3 separate regions of the Zea mays genome follow, and all the other regions are linked to region 1. A link is a contact called in public Hi-C data. All regions are on one chromosome and are shown on one strand. The core of a region is the stretch at or near the end of the contact, and the rest is flanking DNA. Distances in the headings are between cores, read along the strand shown.

Region 1 (3,999 bases), core at 667-3,166:
AAGTTAGAGCTCCATCATGGTCCAGAGAATCCAAACCTAAGGTTTGAGATTGCTTGGTATTAACTGATAGTGATATTCATCCAGTGTGCAGACTCACCTTATTCAACTATAAGGGCTTGTTCGCTTTCCTCTCAATCCATGTGATCTCAATCCATGTGGATTGGGTGGGATTGGATGAGTTTAAATCCTGAACAAGTCAAAATCCTTCATATTTTTTCTAATCTCATCCAATCCACATGGGACAGGAATAACCGAACAAGCCCTAAGTTTGCCAGTAGTAGACTGATTTCAGAGAGCGAGGTATCATAAATTGATTAACAGAAATACCCATATTTTGTGTATAAGAAATGCTTCATGGTATCCACAATTTTAGAATGTACATGTCATTTCAAGTATCAATCGAGAACTGATGAACTTGTAATTCGATTCCTAGATACAGGGCATATTTGATCACCACTGTATTATTATACTATGAAATATACATATGATTATCATAATCTAGGTTATGAACTATAATAATTAGAGTGTTTGGATTTCTAGGTTTTTGTGGTGGATTATTCTTGTTCAAGTGATAAATACTCATAATTACCAAAAGGTATGTCAATGTGTAAAAGGATTAAGATGTCCAAAAGGGATTGAATTAGGCTTCTCTAAATTTTCTTTCACAAATTTTAAACTATAAACAAGCTCAACTTTATCCCTTATGCATAATAGAATAATAAAAAGTTTTGCACACTAATTTTTGACTCTATAGTCTATACTAGCATGGCAATTCTAATAAGTAGATACTTGAAAGAAATTGCTCAAATGTAAATGAAGGATTAGGAACATCTCGATACTTTGCTCTCCACTAGTTCTTATTGGAGCATACATGCAATGGTGTCACTTCCCCTTTGTTAGCATAAGGACTAAATGCTTTTTATAAACCGGTTCTTCGCCTTTTTGGTGTGATGAACTGCTCACAACCATGTACATGTTTAAGTTGGAACACTCACAAGTTCTTTAGGTGATCACCAAACTTTTGAACGCCAACAAACTGTGTTGATCACCAAGAGTAAAAAAATATAAACTTTTCACTTGACTTAGTCAAGGCTAATATGAAAAATGGGTGCACACTAGTTAACCTTAATGCGCTGATGAGGTTGTTAATCAAGTGATTACCAACTTTCAAGTCCCTCGGTAGCCAAAGGATCCTTCTCACACTCAAATAATTTTCTTGAGCAATTAGAATTGACGAGAGTTAGAAGGATGAGTTGGGGGTGTATTTATAACCCCTAATTGACCAACTAATAATTATAATAACTTTGGGCAAAATCCTCGAATTGTCCAACGAAAATGGATTTGATGATTCTCTTTGGTATGATGAGACACAACAGTCACTATATCCTTAGCATGTTAGACATAGTCGTTAGAGTGTACAACATGTAGTGTATGGTCCAAAGTCCTTTGCAGGACCAGTCTGACACTCATAAAACCTCTCTAGAGAGCATCAGACTAGGACTCGACAGTCTGTCTGTCACCCTATTCATAGGGTTTGATACTCCTATAGGAATAACCCTACTTGTTGCAGTTGCATCGTCCTTCGTTGGACCAGTTTGACATACAATGGAGCTCTATAGTTTATTTACATAGACCGTCGTACTCATCCATAATGGTCTGCGCGACCTACTTCACAGGTTCAACAATTATGCCTTCACTATTAATCCAGTTGGAGGGCCATCTCCATTGGTTTGATGACCCTGATTCTTAAGGTCTGGCGCCTCTAAAAGTACCCAGATACTTATAGTTTTGAAAACTCTATAAACGAGGTTTGTTTAAAATACCTTTTGGACCACATTTGAGCTACGTAGCACTAAAGACAATTAATGTGCACCACACTTATTGACACATAGGGAAGGGCATACCCGTACTAGTGTCGAGACATGCTCAAGGATCCTAGTCGAAGGGATCCACACACCTCAGAATGACTACCAACTTGGCTCGCGAGACTCCACATGCATTTAGTACATGCATCGAAGCTTATGTCTAATAAGCCCCTAGGGTCCGCCGTGTCCTTGAGACACCTAATAAATAAGACCATAGGCTTATGCCTTAAGGCGACAAGTACATGAGCTTATGAGGCCTCTCGCGCCTCGGGCACCTAACAAATAAGGCTCTTGGGGCCCCTAGTGCACTAGGGCACCCAACAGATAAAGCCTCCAGGGCCACTCATGCCTCGACACACCTAACATATAAATCCTCCAAGGCCCCTCATGCCCCAAGGCACCTAGTGGATAAGCCCACAGAAGCCCCTCATGCATGGGGCACCTAACGAGTAAGCCCCTAGGCCCCCTTGCTCTGTGGGGCATCTAACAAATAAGACACCGGCTCGTGCAATATGGCACCTAGCGACAGTGGCGGATCCAGGATTGATCCAAGAGAGGGGCTACCAAGCTAAGACTATAAAAAAAATTATACCAAACAAAAAACTTTAATTGATGTTTAATATGACACAAGAAGCAAGATATAATTTAAATATCCAAGAAATATGTAGTCCAAAAATAAGTCAATACAAATTCTAGAAATACAAGAAATACGGTGGACTGCGACGTCGGCGTGGACCGTGCACTGCGGCAGTGCTCCTGCCTTCGGGCTCCGGCGGTCCGGCCTCCGGGCGAGCGCGCTGCGCGGCTGCGGCGACCCGCGGCTCCGCGCCTGGCGGTGGCGGCCTAGCGGGCGAGCGCGCTGCACGGTTGCAGGCTGCGGCTCCGAGCTCCGGCGCTCCGCGGCCGGGCTGGCGCCTCCGCGCCAGGCGCCCTGGCGGTGGCGGGCGAGCGCGCTATGGTCCTACGGGCTGCGGTCACCATGGCCGTCGCCAACAGGGTCCAGCTGTCGCAGCTCGCCGAGGAGCAGCGCAACGCCACGCGGCTCTGGAAGCAGCTCGAGCGCGACGTCCGCGCCACGCTCCAGCAGGACAAGGAGGCATAGCGGCTGGGCCAGTCCGACGTGCAGGATGCCGTGGACCGGGTGCTCGCGCTCGACGCTGCCGCTGGCGGGCGGCGTCCGGCCTGGAGCTGGAGGAGGCAGGGGCGGGTAGAGCCGTAGAGAGAGACAGGGAGCGGCGGCTGGAGCTGGGGCTGGGCGTCTACGGCTAGGTCACGCGGCGATGGGCCTTTACTGGGCCGCGAATGCCGACCGGGGCTGCAGCCCAGGCAGCCCCGGGTGGAGATCCGCCCCTGCCTAGCGATACAAGCCTCGAAAGCACTGGCGCCTTAGGGTATGTGTAGGCTCAGGGTCATGAGGTCTGAAAGTCGCCTAGAGGGGGGGGGGTGAATAGGCAAATCTGAAATTTATAAACTTAAGCACACACTACACGCCGGTGTTAGCGTTAGAATATAAACGAGTCCGAAAGAGAGGGCGAAAACAAATCACAAGCGAATAAGAGCGGATGGCACAGTGATTTGTTTTACCGAGGTTCGGTTCTTGCAAACCTACTCCCCGTTGAGGTGGTCACAAAGACCGGGTCTCTTTCAACCCTTTCCCTCTCTCAAACGGTCACTTAGACCGAGTGAGTTTTTCTCTTCAATCAAATGGGACACTAAGTGAAAGGGAAATGTGTCGTTGGATCATTTCTAGTATATTTTGGTGATTAAGTGCCCAACACATATTGAGTGAGTAATTATATGCCAAATGATGGATGAAGTGCAAATCAACAAGAAGGTATGATTCTAGACTTAGTACATTGGTTTTGTGTACTAATATATTTGTCTAAGTGTTAGAATCAGAGAAAAGAGAAAGAAAAAAGGACTTGGCTGGAAGCAGCCAAGACTCAGCTCGGTCTGGCACACCGGACTGTCCGGTGCGCCAGGCCAGCTCCGGCGAACTAGCCACTCTCAGGAAATCTTCAGCGACATACGACTATAATTCACCGGACTGTCCGGTGAGCCAACGGCCGCCAGTGCAACGGTCGACCACGCAATCCGCGCGCGACGCGTGGCCCCAGCCAACGGTCGGCTGGGG
Region 2 (3,845 bases), core at 68-2,567, 69 kb after region 1:
CTCTATGTGCGCATAAACAATTCTAATAAATATAATAAATTTGCAATGTATTATTTTTTTATAATTGCAACAACCAAAATAAGTATTTAAGTTAAATAGTTCTAGACATTGAAATGTACTTCTATATGTTCTAGATGATAATTTTGGACCCTTTATGTCTCGATTTATTTGATTTAGAATCTGTTTGGTTCGCTGGCACTCTCACTATAGTTTATCACGTCTAAGATTAGGAAGATTTCACCAGTTTAGGCCTATGTTTGGTTTGTAGCCACGATTGTAGCAAGATTTTTCTCTTGCTGTGTAGGTCTCACTTATCAATAACTTAAAAGGTGTGACGAAATTCTCTTATCTTACGCATGATAAGATGTGCGCGAATAATTTAAGTGCCTAATCTTATCTTAGACAAGTGTAACGAAAAATATGTAACTTTTGGCACCTTAGTTATATAACCAAACATGTCATTAAACCGTAGTTTTGGTTGTAACAATTGTGGGACTTTTTTAGATGTATTATAAATTTATTATAGTTATTGGAAATTCATATATGCACATATAAGCTGTCACCATGGTATCAGAGTAAAAAATTATTTTTTAATGCAAAATACATGCCGTTACAGTGACATTAGAGAGAGAAAATAACCTTTTAAATGCATTTTCTACTGAGGGAAAAACATCATTTTCATTGGATGTTAACTGCTGTCATTAGAAAAATAGACGACAGTGGTGGTCTACAAAGAAAAGAAGTTTCTTGCGACCATAGGAGAGAACTTTAAAGCGGACAGTGTAAAATAGGGACGTAAAATTGTATTGTTTGTAGAATGAAATTTGAAATAGAGATGAGATGAGAAATTAAGGATCAGCTTTATCGACTCATATTATAGAAAAAATATGATTGTTTATAATGACATACATGTAAGAGCATCTCTAATTGTGCCTTAAACCAGTGCTCTATCTTAAAATATAGGGTTCAACACATAAAAACAACTCCAACCGTGCTCTATTTTATAATTTTTTTGTGAAAAAAATATAGAGCACTCCATAAAGTAACACAAATATACTACACCCTAGACTAGTACCTATCTTTATTTTCTACAGCATTCTCAACATTTTATTTTTTAATAACATAATTCATTTTCGAAAATATATTATTTAGGACTTAACTGTTAGAGCGTAATTTATCACTAGTACACTAAACAATTTGAATTATATAGTATTTTAATTTTTAAGGTACTATTTTAAATCATGTTGTTGGAGATGCTCCAAACATCAGCTGTTCCTTACTGGGCCGCTCGGCCCGTATTCCCTGCTCGTTCAGTCGTCCTCTTCCTCCAAACCTTTCCGCTGCCGGTGAACTTCCTCCACCTGAAGCCCCTACCACGATAAGCCCTAATCCCAGCGCCACCTCGATGGCGACCACCTCTTTCTTTCATCCGCTCGCCGCCCCGATGGACCGCGGTAGCGTTTGTTTTCGTCGCTGCCCGTTCAGCCTAACCATCCCCGCCCGTACAGCGCCCCGGCGACCGGCGCCGCTTCTCGTCGTCCGCGCTAAGCGCGCCGGCAGCCAGCCCCCTGCTGCCGCCGCCTCGCGTCAGCCCGCGAATCCCAGCGCGGTCCCGAAGCGGGACGTGGAAGAAGAGGAGGAGGAGGTCGAGGAGGAGATGCCCTGGATCCAGGACAAGGCGCTGGACCTCGTGGAGTTCACTGGCACCGTCACACAGGCCATCCCAGGGCCCCGTGTTGGCTCTAGCCCTGTTCCATGGCTTCTCGCGGTTCCCCTCGCCTACGTCGGGGTCTCCTTTGTGCTCGCGGTCGTCCGCACCGTGCGCAAGTTCACCTCGCCGCACACTAAGAAGAAGCGAAGGGTAGGAACATTGGTTTGCAGGGTCTAGCTTCATTGGATTTGCTGTTTAGAGGGTTTGCTTTGTCAGAGTGATGGGAAATGATAAATGATAGATTCCATTCCTTCTTTCAGCAGCTAATTTGTGTTCGCAAATTTATCTATCTGTTGCATTACTGTATAGCATCTTGGAATTATACTAAGGGGGTGTTTGGTTGCTCCTGCTAAAGTTTAGCCCGGGTCACATCAAGCGTTTGACTTTTAAATAGGAGTATGAAATATAGACCCAACCAATTGGACTAGATTCGTCTCGTCTTTTAATCTTCGGCTGACAAATTAGTTTTATAATCCGACTACATTTAATACCCGGAACGGAGGTTTAAACATTCGATGGGATAGGGGCTAAACTTTAGCGGGGTGTAACCAAACACCCCCTAAATAAACTTTTTACAGCCTTTCTTAAATTAAACTAAAAGAGCCTGCAATTTCAGTTCTAAAACATTTTATAAATTTACTCCTCTATAGTCATCAACTAGATACCTTTTTAAATATGTAGAGGTGCTAAAGCAAATTTGAGCTTTCTGCCTTTCTTTCTTTGTTGATTGCAAGCTTGATGTTATCCTAAATTTGATATTTTCCCATTTGCATGCTATTTTTTCGCAAACAGATTGCAATCTAGAACTATTTGGTGTCTAGGTTTTGTTGGCACTTAATATTAAAGAAGTATTCCTCTGTAGGTGAGTAAGAATATATTCTTGTTGAAGTCACTAGATGATCTGTTTCAGAAGGGCAGGGAGGCAATAAATTATCCTGCTCTTCAGGACCTAATGCAAAAGGTATGTTGCCTATTTTTCCATTGGTTTTATACTTTTATTTTTGATTTGAGAAACTGATTTAGGTCCTGTTTGGAAGAAACCCAGTTTTTAAGAAACCCGTTTTTATTTTTTAGCTAGGAGAGGCTAGCTTCTTGGTTTTGAAGAAACTGTGAATCCAATTTCTATAAACTGAGGCATAAACTAGTATGTTTGGAACCACCTCAGTTTCCATAAACCGGTTTCTTAAAAATTGGGTGGTTCCAAACAGGCCCTTAGATAAATGATATTGAAATGGTAGGTTGGATATACTTGCTTATTTACTCTAGTGTTGGTTGTGCTCAAAGCAAAATGTCACTAGCTGTCAGTAGAGTTAGTGAGTTGATGCTATTGTTAACTAGTGCCGAAACCCATTAAAATTTTGTGCTGCGTAGGCCAGAACAATAATGTTATTTGCAAACTGGAATTTCATTACACTGACATGTCTATATGTATTGCTAGTGACAACTAATTTAATGTTTGCTTTGCTACTGGAAATTCTTTCCATTGCAAATAACAGACTCATAAATACTTTATGTGTGCTCAGACAGGATTTGACATGGATGATGTAGTAAGGAAGTACATCCGTTACACACTGAATGAAAAACAGTTCAGTCCTGATGTGGTTGTGGATCTCATACATCTTAGGAAGGCATCAATGCTGGAAGATGCAGAAGTTGCTGAAATTTTAAATGAGATTTCAAGACGAATTGTCCGGGAAAAAGGTATAACTATTAACTGCTGCTGCTTATTCAAATACTAGAGGAAGCACAAGAACAAGATATTTCCAGAATCTCATGTTCTGGCTGCTTACTTATGCAAATCAACTATTTCTTTTTCTTGCTCCCCATCAGCTGAAGTTTGTTGGCCTTTATGTTGAACCTTCTTTGTGAAACTTAGTAATGCCAGCCATTTTTCATCTTTTGTTCCATTTAATCAACAAATTTTTAGGTTGGACCCTCATTTTGTTTTTAGAATATGTGCATAGCTCTTCTCCACATTATTATCAACTAACATTCTTTGTTATGCATTGATGGAAAATTGATAACATTGTATGTTCTGTCATCATTGGATGCAATGTTCTGATTTCAAGTCCTGCAATGCTTATCCAAAGAATCAATCGAAAGTGCATGATTGCTGGGGGTGACGATAAGCCAC
Region 3 (3,964 bases), core at 1,209-3,708, 130 kb after region 1:
TCGTCCGAGTCGTAGCCTTCATCCCCCACGGATGGTACCTGCGCTCCAAACTCAACAATGTCCCAAATGCTAGCGTGGAGTGAGGTTAGATGATGCCTCATTTTATCACTCCACATACAATAATCTTCACCGTCAAAAACCGGTGGGTTGCCTAATGGGACGGAAAGTAAAGGAGTGCGTTTAGAAATGCGGGGATAGCGTAGGGGGGATCTTACTAAACTTTTTGCGCTCATGGTGCTTAGAAGTGACGGATGAAGTGTCGGAGCTGGAGGTGGAGGGCGACGAGGAATCGGTCTCGTAGTAGACTACTTTCTTCATCTTCTTCTTCTTGTCGCCACTCCGGTGCGACTTGACGCGGGGAGGTGATTCATCCCTTCCTTCGGCGCCGGACTCCCTTGATGGAGCCTTCTCGTGGCTTGTGGTCGTTTCCATCTCCCTCTTGGCGGATCCTCCCGACATCACTTCGAGTGGTTAAACTCTAATGAAGTATCATGTTCTGATACCAATTGAAAGTCGCCTAGAGGGGGGTGGATAGGTGGAAACTGAAATCTATAGAAATTAAGCACAACTACAAGCCGGAGTTAGCGTTAGAAATAAATTCGAGTCCGAGAGAGAGGGTGAAAAATAAATCAAGGCAAGTAAAGCGGATGACACGGTGATTTGTTTTACCGAGGTTCGGTTCTTGAGAACCTACTCCCCGTTGAGGTGGTCACAAAGATCGGGTCTCTTTCAACCCTTTCCCTCTCTCAAACGGTCACTTAGACCGAGTGAGCTTTCTCCTTAATCAAATGGGTCACTTAGACCCCACAAGGACCACTACAAACTTAGTGTCTCTTGCTTTGATTACAAGTGCTTGAAGAACAAGAATGGGGAAGAAGAAAGCGATCCAAGAATAAGAGCTCAAAGAACACGAGCAAAACTCTCTCTAGTCACTAGGTGTTTGGAGTGTATTTGGGACTTGGAGAGACTTTGATTCTTTTGAATTGTGTCTTGTATTGATTGCACTAGCTCTTGTATTGAATGAAATGTCTGAAAAACTTGGATGCTTGGAGTGGTGGTGGTTGGGGGTATTTATAGTCCCAACCACCAATCCAACCGTTGGGGAGGCTGTCTGTCGATGGGCGCACCGGACAGTCGGTGCGCTAGCCACATCACCCAACCGTTAGGGTTCTGACGGTTTCGACCGTTGGAGCTCTGACATCTTGGGGCACCGGACAGGCACTGTTCACTGTCCGGTGCGCCTTCTGGCGCTGTTCTGACTCTGCGCGAACTGTCCGCGCACTGTTCACGTTGCAGACGACCCTTGGAGTCGACCGTTGCGCTCGCTAGCCGTTGCTCCGCTGTCACACCGGACAGTCCGGTGAATTATAGTGAAGCGGCGTCTGAGAAACCCGAAGGTGAAGAGTTTAAACTGTGCGGCCCCCGGTGCACCGGACACTGTCTGGTGGCACACCGGACAGTCCGGTGTGCCAGACCAGGGTTCTCTTCGGTTTCTTTTGCTCTTTTCTTTTGAACCCTAACTTAGATCTTTTTATTGGTTTGTGTTGAACCTTTAGCATCTATAGAATATATAATCTAAAGCAAACTAGTTAGTCCAATTAATTTGTGTTGGACATTAAACCACCAAAATCATTTAGAAAAAGGTTTAAACCCTATTTCTCTTTCAATGAACACGGACACTCTCAGGCTCAAGCTCTCAAGCATATAGACATCATCAGCAATACAACATAGGATGACACCTACGTTTGGTTGGAGAAAACTGCAATGGACTATCAAAACTTTTGATTTTAGCAACTCGCTTCTTCCTTCTCTATATTCAATTGGAACCAATCCAGCAAATTTTCGTCACTTTTAATCTCAACATACACTTCATCATCGCTGCACTCACACCATAGTGTTAAGTATTTCTTAGACCCCCATATACGATGTTGAGCAATGTCATTAACTGGCTGCAACAAATTATAGCTATCTTTGCAATATTGCTTTGGGGCCTCCAGCAAACTAAAATACGATTCAACTCTAACCATGATTTTCAATTTTGATGCTATTTGCCTATGAATCACAAAAAAATCGCAGTTAGTTAAATTGTGTCTACAGATTGAAACTAGCACTTGTTTGTTAGAGTTAAATTGAAAAATAGTAGATGGAAGAATACCCTTGGTTCATTGACACCAACTCTAACATTGCTTGGAGCTAGATCCTCTGTTCCCTACCTGAAGTCGTCTGGAGCCTCCTTGCCTAGAGTCGTTCAAGTCGTCGTCAGTGCCGTTATCCTTATTGGGACAGGACAGCCAGTAGAAACATGCCAGCTGTCTCCCGTGGCTGGAGGGAGGGCCGCTTGGTGCCCCGTCAACCTTCTTCCTTCCTTCCAGGCTTCCACAGCCACAAACCGGCGCAGCGGCCACGTCCCTCCCTCCCCAGCTCTCCTCTCCTCCTCCAGTACTCCACACCGCACCCCTCCTGGACGTCGCCGGCCGCATTAACACCAAGAACAGAAGAGAGGAAGAGACACCGCAACCGCATTACCATGAGAGAGAGCTAGGGGGGCCTGGCCTGCTGCCCCTGCATCGTCTGACCCTGAAGATGGCGGCAGCAGCATCCATGGCGGCCCGTAGCCGCGCGCTCGTTGCGAGCAGGAGGAGGATGGGTGGCCCGCCGCGTCTCTTGGTCGTCAGCTGCGACGCCAGGACAGCGGATGCCTACTGCTCCCTGGTAGGTATGCTATGCATGGTTTTTGTTCTGATTGATTAATTAGTTAGTTAGTTAGTTAAAATGTGTGTCGATATATATACATCTGCTGCAGGCCGCAAAGATTTTGGGACCTCCCACGACCTTCAATGCAGCGAAGCTCAAGGTGGAGTTCGCCGGGGAGGAGCTCCGGCCTCCTTTCCCCAGAGCCTACACTCTGACCCACTGCGACTTGACGGCGAACCTGACGCTGGGCGTGATGAGTAGCGAGCAGCTGCGCAAGTCGACGCTGCAGAGGGACGACGTGGTGGCAGAGTGGAAGGAAACCGCCGGGGAGATGACGCTGCAGGTGCATTGCTTCGTCAGCGGCGCCAACCTCCTGCAGGAGCTGGCCGCAGGTTTCAGATACTACGTCTTCTCCAAGGAGCTACCGCTGGTACGTGCGTTCCAACTAACCAACTTTAACCTTATAGACAGTAGGCTGATGATTGATGGATCTGGTCTCATGCATCAAGGTCCTCAAGGCGGTGGTTCATGGCGACGCCGCTCTGTTCGCCGACAGGCCGGAGCTGATGGAGGCCAAGGTGTGGGTGCACTTCCACTCCAGCTCTCGCAAGTACAACCGGTTAGAGTGCTGGGGCCCGCTCTGGGAGGCTGCCACAACTACCAGGAGGAACCACCACCTGCTGGAGCTGGACCAACTGCAGAGCGCCATCACCAAGAAGAAGACTATCTTTAACGCCCTGCTCGCCCTTCTCCTCTGATTTTGATTCAGCCGCCTATACAATGAACGGACGGACTATAGAGTGATCAAGCAAACCCACCAAGCATTCTGCATCTCTGTCTGACTGTAATGGTTGCTGCTTTGTCTGGGGATTATATTATTCATATAATCATCATCAGAAAAAGCATTGTATTGCATAAACGATAGACCCAGCCCAGAGATGCAGCAAAAAGAGCAGACTTGATTGATGCTAGTCACAACCCAGTGACTAAAGCTATTCAAAACACTTTACTTTTGCCGAGCACAGACTCTCCATGTCTTGGATCAGTCATCCAAGGAAATCACTTCAGTGCCCCCCTCCTTCAGCCCCTTCTCAGCAGAAGTCAGCTTCTCGTCCAGCTCATTTATCTGCCTCCTTATCTTCTCACCACCATCTGGTAGCTTCGACAACAGCACCTACATTCAATTCAACAATTTATTTTACACTCATCTATCTGTGTATACAAGTTTCACGTGACAGGATGACTTACAGCGTTGGAGAGGGTCTGTGAA

Evidence for each region. Hi-C and Micro-C count contacts between places; a contact is called where the count stands out from the background.
Region 2: a Hi-C map of ear shows a contact between it and region 1, with 2.8 times the contacts expected there. The contact joins the promoter of LOC100382145 here to the enhancer-like site in region 1. A contact is called at or near these places in 3 of 25 Hi-C or Micro-C datasets (ear, leaf and tassel).
Region 3: a contact with region 1 is called in a Hi-C map of ear, with 2.5 times the contacts expected there. The contact joins the promoter of LOC100192013 here to the enhancer-like site in region 1. A contact is called at or near these places in 3 of 25 Hi-C or Micro-C datasets (ear, leaf and tassel).

The regions. Positions count from the first base shown.
Region 1 is chr2:28,194,383-28,198,381 of Zm-B73-REFERENCE-NAM-5.0, reverse strand. It overlaps LOC100285749 (coiled-coil-helix-coiled-coil-helix domain-containing protein 4), which reads left to right. Exons shown (of 4, transcript NM_001158639.2): 4 at 1-494. The coding sequence ends at 47. Among protein-coding and RNA genes, the nearest start is that of LOC111590845, 14 kb to the left of the region's middle. Within about 2 kb of position 1,916, at least 5 of the 20 cell types and tissues checked have an H3K27ac peak or open chromatin away from gene starts, as enhancers often do. A contact at or near this core is called in ear, where this site is marked.
Region 2 is chr2:28,124,704-28,128,548 of Zm-B73-REFERENCE-NAM-5.0, reverse strand. LOC100382145 reads left to right here and starts at 1,317. Exons shown (of 6, transcript NM_001174905.1): 1 at 1,317-1,861; 2 at 2,574-2,672; 3 at 3,235-3,412. The coding sequence starts at 1,406.
Region 3 is chr2:28,068,603-28,072,566 of Zm-B73-REFERENCE-NAM-5.0, reverse strand. It overlaps LOC100192013 (Protein STAY-GREEN LIKE chloroplastic), which reads left to right and starts at 2,458. Exons shown (of 3, transcript NM_001137437.1): 1 at 2,458-2,712; 2 at 2,804-3,124; 3 at 3,204-3,964. The coding sequence starts at 2,584. The coding sequence ends at 3,452. It overlaps LOC100384583 (Protein CHROMATIN REMODELING 24), which reads right to left. Exons shown (of 20, transcript NM_001347190.1): 19 at 3,943-3,964; 20 at 3,535-3,868. The coding sequence ends at 3,737.